2 separate regions of the Rattus norvegicus genome follow, and region 1 is linked to region 2. The links are chromatin contacts, called in public Hi-C maps. All regions are on one chromosome and are shown on one strand. The core of a region is the stretch at or near the end of the contact, and the rest is flanking DNA. Distances in the headings are between cores, read along the strand shown. Region 1 holds the start of Ypel2 (yippee-like 2). Region 2 has its middle 10 kb from the start of Mir21.

Region 1 (3,900 bases), core at 504-3,003, 410 kb before region 2:
CCTTATTTTAGGCAATGGCTTACTAAGGCCTAAGGACACAAAAGAACTTAACCTCAGAAAGCAGCCCTGGGCTGGTAATCAAGTTTTTCATGATCTAAAGAATTTAATGTATCTTTTTTTTTTCTTTTTTTTCTGGAGCTGGTGACAGAACCCAGGGCCTTGCGCTTGCTAGGCAAGTGCTCTACCGCTAAGCTAAATCCCCAACCCCTTAATGTATCTTCTTAAAGATCCAATCTCAAATCTTTTCAAGTTTGTGATTAATCAGCTGAAGGCGTTTTGACTCCAGGGTTTACACCTCCCAAAGTGGTCAGTTGTAAATATTGACAGTGCCCTTACACAGAAACCAGTATCTACCAACAAATATGAGGTAGTTTTGTTCTTACCAACGTTGGGACTGAATTCATCCCTAACCACGTGAGCTACATTCACTGAAGATAATTTGGTTGATTGCCCGTATACTAAAAACAGCTGAGTGGAGTGACAGGTGACATCTTGAGGCACCTGGGGAGAAATACCATTCTGGGTTTATGTGTAAACTGCTACCAGAGAGGAGACCAAAAGTTTCCTCAGCCTCCTTCCACACCCCGAATGTTCGTTTTGTCTTTTTCTTTTTCAGTGACCTGGCGACCTTGGAATTATGTAGCTGAGGATGACCTGAACTTCTGATCACTTCCCAAGCCTTGGGTTATAAAGCACGAACCAACCTGTCCAATTACCACGTGTTTTCTTCTCTTCTAAAATGGTAATGGAAACACGTATTTTGCCCCAACACCGTTCAGAATCCCAGCGGCTTAGAGGATCTGCTGTCTCCTCTGGCAGAAATCCTTTTATCAAATTGACCTGTTTTCCTGTCGGAAGACTGCCCCACTCCACCCACCTGGTGCCTCCCTGGACTTCCCGACTGTCAGGAGTTTATTTTTTAACCCTCTCTTCCTTGAAAAGCACCACCCCACTGACCCAGAAGGCAAGCTCCTCCCCTTTGGTCACTTTGACTATTCTTGTTCTATTTTTCGTTGCTAATAGACCTCACTAGCCATTAGCAATAGGGACTCCAGTTTCTCTATAGTCCTTCTCCATGCTCTCCCACTCTCAGTACAGGGGATTCAACTCAGGGACTCGAACACACCAGGCAACCCTTTTCCTAGTTTTAATTAGGAAATTACTAGCAAGGCAGAGGGAATAGAGACTTATCTTTCTGCTTCTGAGCAGGGCATGGGTGGGCCTGACGACACTGGTACTATCTTATTAAGTACATACCTGCCTTGAACTCTGAGGGTCACTTCTAGTAACTTAGGCTCTGGGTCAAGCGTGGCTTAAAAGTGGAGTGAGGAATCACTATCTAGGGTCTCAAAACAAAAGCATTGTAAATCCCACTTCCCAACATAGCCCCGGATCCTGGGAACCCCAGTAAACCCAAACAAACAGGCTCCTATCTCAGAGAGCTCCCCCACTCTAATCACCTCTTTTCCCAGCCCCGCCCGCCAGCTGCCGGGACTGGCGGGACCAGACCTTGCCACACTCCTCGCACGCGCGCCCCGCCAGGGCCGAGGGGCGGGTGGGGGTTGGGGGCGGGAGGCAGGGAAAGCAGGGGCGGAGTTCCGTCCTCCAGTGATTGGCTTCTCCCGGATGGGCTGCGGCCGTGCCGGACCAACCAGTGGCGTGTTGCTATGTGCTGAGCCGATGGGATAGGCGCGGGGGCGCGTCTGTCACTCGGCAAGCCCCCAGCCCGGACTCGGAGGGATGCGGAGCGGCAGTGGCGGTGGCGGTGGCGGAGACTGTGGCTTTAAGAGCGCGCTGGGAGCGCTAGAGTCAGCCGTGCAGCCCTTCTTCGCCAAGCACTCCGGAGCAGCCGAGCTCGGGGCTGGCCGGACCCGGCAGCCTGCCGCCAGGTATGGGGATCTCGAGCTGGGCTCGCGTGGGCGTGGGGCGCTTTCCGCTCCGGTTCGGGCTGTGCGCCCTGGGGACGGTCGGGCTCCCGCGCTGCGTGCAGCCCGGCTCAGCTGGGCGGTGTTGTCGCGGTCCCGAGGGGGCTCCCCGAAGGTTCCCGGGGTGCTAGGGGCGGGGAGCGGGTTGCTGCGGCCACGTGACCGGTTTGTTTACAAACACTGGCGCGCGCTCTGGGTTCGGGACTTGCGGGTGACGACGAGCTGCCCGGCAAATATGGGGGTGGGGGGACCCAGAGACCTGGGCGCCACCGACTCCCTTGTTCAGCGTGATCCCCCTCCCCCACCGGTGGCACCCGGTGACACCCAGCTGTGCCGTCCATGTCTCCATCGAGATACTTGGGTCTGGGGCTCATCGCCCTCAAAAGTCCCGGGGGCGCTTCGGCAGCCTCAGGCCAAGGGAACCACAGCGAGTAACTGCCTGGACGCTTCCCGGCGCCTCCCCAGCGGCCTTGCCAAGGGGTGGGCGCGAACTTTGTTGCTAGACTTGCTGCGGGGGCCTCTGCGGAGGGTCCCTCCCAGGAGCTGGCTCCTGTCTCTTCCTGCTTCAAGTTCTACCTGCCTGGTTGCTGACTCCCTTAGTTAGGGTGATTTTTCCGAAACAGTGGAGCCTTACTCCCATCTTGTGGCTGGCACTTAGCAGGGGTGGCACTGTTCCTTTGGACCCCTTGTGCAAAGAACTGCCTGCCTCCTCTGACTTCACTTTTACCCACAGTTTTTAAAAAGCAGAGTGGATATCCCCCGGTTTTCCCAGACTTCCACAGTCCGGCTGCTGGAAATGGTAAATGCCCCGGAGCCCTGCTTTTTTGGCTTCCTTGTTGATTTGTTGTTGCCACGTTGGAGGGTCTTTGAGCCACTGAGTTGCAGTCTTATTAGTCTTTTGTTCCTCATGCTCATCTTCGTTCTAGTAAGATGGGTTCCCTGTCCAGAGCACTGGACAAGAAGACTAGGGATTACTTTTCTGAACCCCATTTACAGAACATTAGAGGCACAAAGGTATTACAGTAAATCTTATGCTTGAGGCTCTGCAGTAGTCTGGTTTGGGGGTTCACAGGATCTGATCAGGAAAATAGGGTTGCTTTTCCTTTTGGCACACACTGCTGTAGGCTTTACCTGAGTTCAGTCCATCAGCCCTTCACTTTCTTAGCATTTGATATTCTTATTTTTGAGGAAGTTTCACTCTTAAATTCTGTAGTTTACAAAATAATGTCTTTATTAGAACATTTTCATAATACGTATCGCTGTGACTGGTTCGTGTGCTCCCACCCCCGTTTTTGTCCTGAGCTGTGATATGTGTGGCTGTGAGTTCTTTACACTGACAATAAGCCCAGCCTGGGGAGAGCTGGGTAAACTTCCCTTAGGCACTGTGATCTGTCCCATTGACAGGGCCAGATGAGATGAAGTGGAGGTCCTAGGCTCATGCCCTGCCTCAGTTGGGTTCTGCCTTAGTTTAGAATTCAGTGACATCATTTCTTGGACCTCTCTGCTGGACTTGAGATCAGAGTGGGACATGGAGAGGAACATACATAAGAATACACTCCTTTAATCCCAGTAACCCGGAAGGCAGAGGCAGGCAGATCTCTGAGTTCAAGACCAGCCTGGTCCACACAGCAAGTTCCAAGACAGCTAAAGCCACACAGAAATCCTGTTTCAGAAAAACAAAGAATGCAGATTTCCCAGCTAGAAATGGTAGTTTATAACTAACCCCAGCACTCCGTAAGGTGTAAGGGCTGATCACTGCAAGTTTGAGGTCAGCCTGGTCTGTATAAGGAGGGTTAGACAGGGCTAGGTAGGCAGAAAAAAACAAAACAAAAGGAAAACCCTTCAATTCTTTAGAACTAGGGATCCACAGTAAGGAGTACTTTATAGCGATGTGTGCTGGCTGACCTGCTGCTAGACGTTCTAGGAGGCAGTCACTGCTACCATATTACCTGCAATGTGCTTTGGGTTTTGTTTT
Region 2 (3,872 bases), core at 71-2,570:
GCTGGCCACAAACTCAGATGTGCTTTTCTCTACTTTCAGAGTGCTGGGGTTAAAGGTGTGTGCTGCCACTCCTGGCTGAACTTCTCATGGTTTTAAACAGGTCTTCAATTGCATATATGTGTGTGTGTACATATGTCAATTGCATATGTGTGTATGGGTACATGCATACATGTGTGCATATATGCATAAAATGGCTCCAGAAACATCATTAATTTTTGTTTGAATTTTTTTTCTTTTCTTTTCTTTCTTTCTTTCTTTTTTTTTTTTTTTTTTTTGGAGCTGGGGACCAAACCCAGGGCCTTGCGCTTCCTAGGCAAGCACTCTCTACCACTGAGCCAAATCCCCAACCCCTGAATTTTTTTTTTTAATTTTTAAAAATTACATATGAGTGTTTTGCCTGCCTGTTGTCTGAGCCCTCAGAGGCCAGCGTCTCAGATGCCCTGGGACTAGAGTTACAGATGACTGAGCTGCTGTGTAAATGCTTAAGAATGTGACGAGGGCCCCTGGGAAGGGCCAGTGCTTTCAGCCGCTGACCTTTCTCTCCAGCCCTCCAGTTCTTAAATTACTTACTTATGCGTGGAGGTCAAGGGACAGTTCACAGGGTTCATTTCTTTTCTTCCACCATGTAGGTTGAGGGGACGGAACTCGGGTGTTAAGGCTTGGCAGCATGACCTTACCTGCTGAAATGCATTACTACTCTGTTTGGGTTTTCAGATATGATCTCATGTCCCAGCCTGGCCTGGAATTCTCTATGTAGCCAAGATGACCCTGAACTTCTGATCCTCCTGCATCTGCCTCCAGAGTGCTGGGACGCAGGTGTAAACTCCTGTGCCCGCTTTATGTGCTGTTTGGGTATTGAACCTAGGTTTTCAAGCATGGAAGGCACGCGCTCCACCATTTTATCCACATTTCAGCCACGGGGTTTTGTTTTGTTCTGATTTGTTATTAAGTATAGGAATTCACGTAGCACAGGCTGAACCTGATCTTGCTCTGTAGCTGAGGCTGGTCTTGAACTTCTGATCGCCCTGCCTTCACTTCCCGAGTGCTGGACTAGTGACGTGCAGCCCCAACTGAGAATGCTCTTTAGTTCTTCATGAGGCTGGAGAGAGCTCGGCAGTAGAGGCACTTGCTGCCAGTCCTGAGGACCGTAACAGGTTCCACCGTGTCCCAGTCACTTGACAACTGTACCTTTCTTCTGATGCTAGTGACCTAAGTCCATCTGTTTAGTAAACGTGGCGTCTCTTGTGGGCCAGGCACAAGCTTGGCAGCACAGAGTGTACCAAGTGGTGAACCTCTTCCTGGCAGGGGCCGGGTTAGACTCATTTCTGTAATACCCTCTCAGCACGCTGCCTTTCCTCACAGGTGCGCTGTGGGTTTCAGCTGGGTACAGCTCACATTCTGCCCTTTCATACGGATCTCCTAAGTCCAGTCGAAGTAATGGCCTTTTTCCCCCCAAAATGAAATTTCCATATATTGTCTTATGCCTTTTTTTAATTTTTAATTTTTTTTGAAACAGGGTTTCTCTGTGGGCTGGCTATCTGGAGCTTTTCTGTAGATGTGGGTGGCTTGCCTCTGCCTCCCGAGTGCTGTGGTTAAAGAGTGCGCCACCACAGCCCGTAACCTCTCACCTAGTAACGAAGGTTTGTTCACACGTAACAATTCCCAGGACTTTGCTCTAGAACAACTATTTCCCACGTATCTCGTGTAAAATCTAATTCAGAAGCGTATGTCTAATTTAAATTTTAAGGAGAAATAGACAAAGTTAATATTACTAGCCTACTATCTATATAGTCACAATAATTAAATGATTAATAATCGACCTTTAATTCCAGCACTTGGGAAGCAGAGGCAGATCTCTGAGTTTGAGGCCAGCTTGGTCTACAGAGTGGTTCTAGGACAGCCAGGGCTACATTTTATTCATGTAGTCCTTTTGCCTTGTACCACTGGGGATCAAGTCCTGGGCCTTGTAGACACTAGCCACTGAGCTACATTACCATTGCCATATTGTCTTGAAAGTCTGCTGTGCATTCTACGTTCATAGCACTAACCACCTATGGCCGATGGTCCTGTTTTTGGACGACATGGATACAGAATCTTTGAATTTTTGTGTACCACTTCAATACTTAAATCCAAGTAGAACAAGAAGCCATAGAAACATCAGCTACGATGACTTCACTGGAGGAGAGAAACTGTGACACAGCAGCATACACGCTAAGTGGATACGTCATCTGAATCTTTAAAATATTTTAAAGCCATTTCTTGGTTTCTGTTTTATTTTGTTTTAACATTTATTTTATGTATGTGAGTACACCGTAGCTGTCCTCAGACACACCAGAAGAGGTGATCGGGTCTCATTACAGATGGTTGTGAGCCACCTGGTGGTTGCTGGGATTTCACTTCAGGACCTGTGGAGGAGCAGCCTCTGCTGAGCCATCTCTCCAGCCCCCTCGCTCTGTTTTAGACTTGTTTAGAGTCTTGACTGTAGAGCCCAGGTGTCCTCTTCCTTCTCCATGTTCCTGTCCTCACTCTCCTGAGGCTCTTTTTTTTAAAACTATTCTTATAACCTAGTCATAGAATTTGCCATTAGGTTAAAGCCTAATTCAAAACCAGGCAGAGTGGTACACACTTTAGGTCCCAGCACTCGGGAAGCAGAGGCAGGTGGATGTTGGTAATTTTTTGAGGCCAGCCATGGCTACTTAGTAGGCCCCTGTCTGAAAAACAAAACAAAAAGCAAATTATTTTTGAAATGCTGAAGCCCTATGTTTGGTGTGGGGGCGGGGAGGGGCATTACCCCTCTCTCCTCTCTCTCTGTCTCTCTCTCTGTCTCTTTCCTCTCTCTGTCTCTCTCTGTGTCTCTCTCCTCTCTCTTTCTGTCTCTGTCTCTCTCTCTCTATCTCTGTGTCTCTCTCCTCTCTCTTCCTGTCTCTGTCTCTGTGTCTCTCCCTCTGTCTCTCTCTCTCTCTGTGTGTCTCTCTCTGTCTCTCTCTGTCTCTCTGTGTCTCTCTCTGTCTCTCTCTCTCTCTCTGTTTCCATAGCTTGAATTTTTCTTACGCGTTGAACTGCAGTTTCCCAGAAACTAGAACTTGTGCAAGCATTCCTGCTTGTGGAAGTGGAGTTATCTGTTATTAAAGCTAACCTCGCATCTTCCAAGACATTTCAGGGTTTTGGAGCAGGAAATTATTAAATAAAAATTTAAACTGGTTTTTTTTTTTTTTGCCATTCACATTCCTAAACACCACCCCCAAAAATTATTGATGGGGGATGAAGGTGCCTTTTAAGTTAGTCTTAAAAAACGACAAGACGGCTGATAAAACCATATTTGGTAAGAAGATGGCAGAAGAAGAGAGGGTGTATTGCCAAACGTGGACTCCTGGGGAGGAAGAGTGGGAGAGAGACATATGGAGCATGTTTTAAAACAAAACGCTGGACGAGAATCCTAGCGAGTGATAAACATGGTGGTCAGAAGAGGAATCGTTGGTATGCGTGCTGCAAAGCCGTCCCGGGCCAGAGCAGACATTGCAACATTCAAAGCCCAGACCAGCAATCCCTACTGTTCTTTCTGGAACGACATTCTTTCCCATTTAATGGGGGTGGGGGTGGGGGTGGGGTTGTGTATATAAACAGTCAAAGGCCGTAATTAGGAAGCCAGAATCATAGCTTCATACGACCAAGGAAACCCTGCATTGTAAGCATCCCCCTGCAGGACTGATCCAGCATCCATAACTCCTTGCTGGATGCCTAACAAGCATCAACACAGAATGAGTGAATGAACTGGCTGAGGGCAGGGAGTCTGAGTAGTGGGGGAAATGAAAGACTTTACAAATGATGGAACCGCCATGGCTGCGGGGACGGGGAGACCAAGGCTGGAAGGG

Evidence for each region. Hi-C and Micro-C count contacts between places; a contact is called where the count stands out from the background.
Region 1: a Hi-C map of hepatocytes shows a contact between it and region 2, with 2.2 times the contacts expected there. The contact joins the promoter of Ypel2 here to the enhancer-like site in region 2.

Annotation. Positions count from the first base shown.
Region 1 is chr10:72,298,977-72,302,876 of GRCr8, reverse strand. Ypel2 (yippee-like 2) reads left to right here and starts at 1,753. Exons shown (of 5, transcript NM_001108286.2): 1 at 1,753-1,889.
Region 2 is chr10:71,890,694-71,894,565 of GRCr8, reverse strand. No RefSeq gene overlaps it. Among named protein-coding and RNA genes, the nearest start is that of Mir21, 10 kb to the left of the region's middle. Within about 2 kb of position 1,320, at least 15 of the 93 cell types and tissues checked have an H3K27ac peak or open chromatin away from gene starts, as enhancers often do. A contact at or near this core is called in hepatocytes, where this site is marked.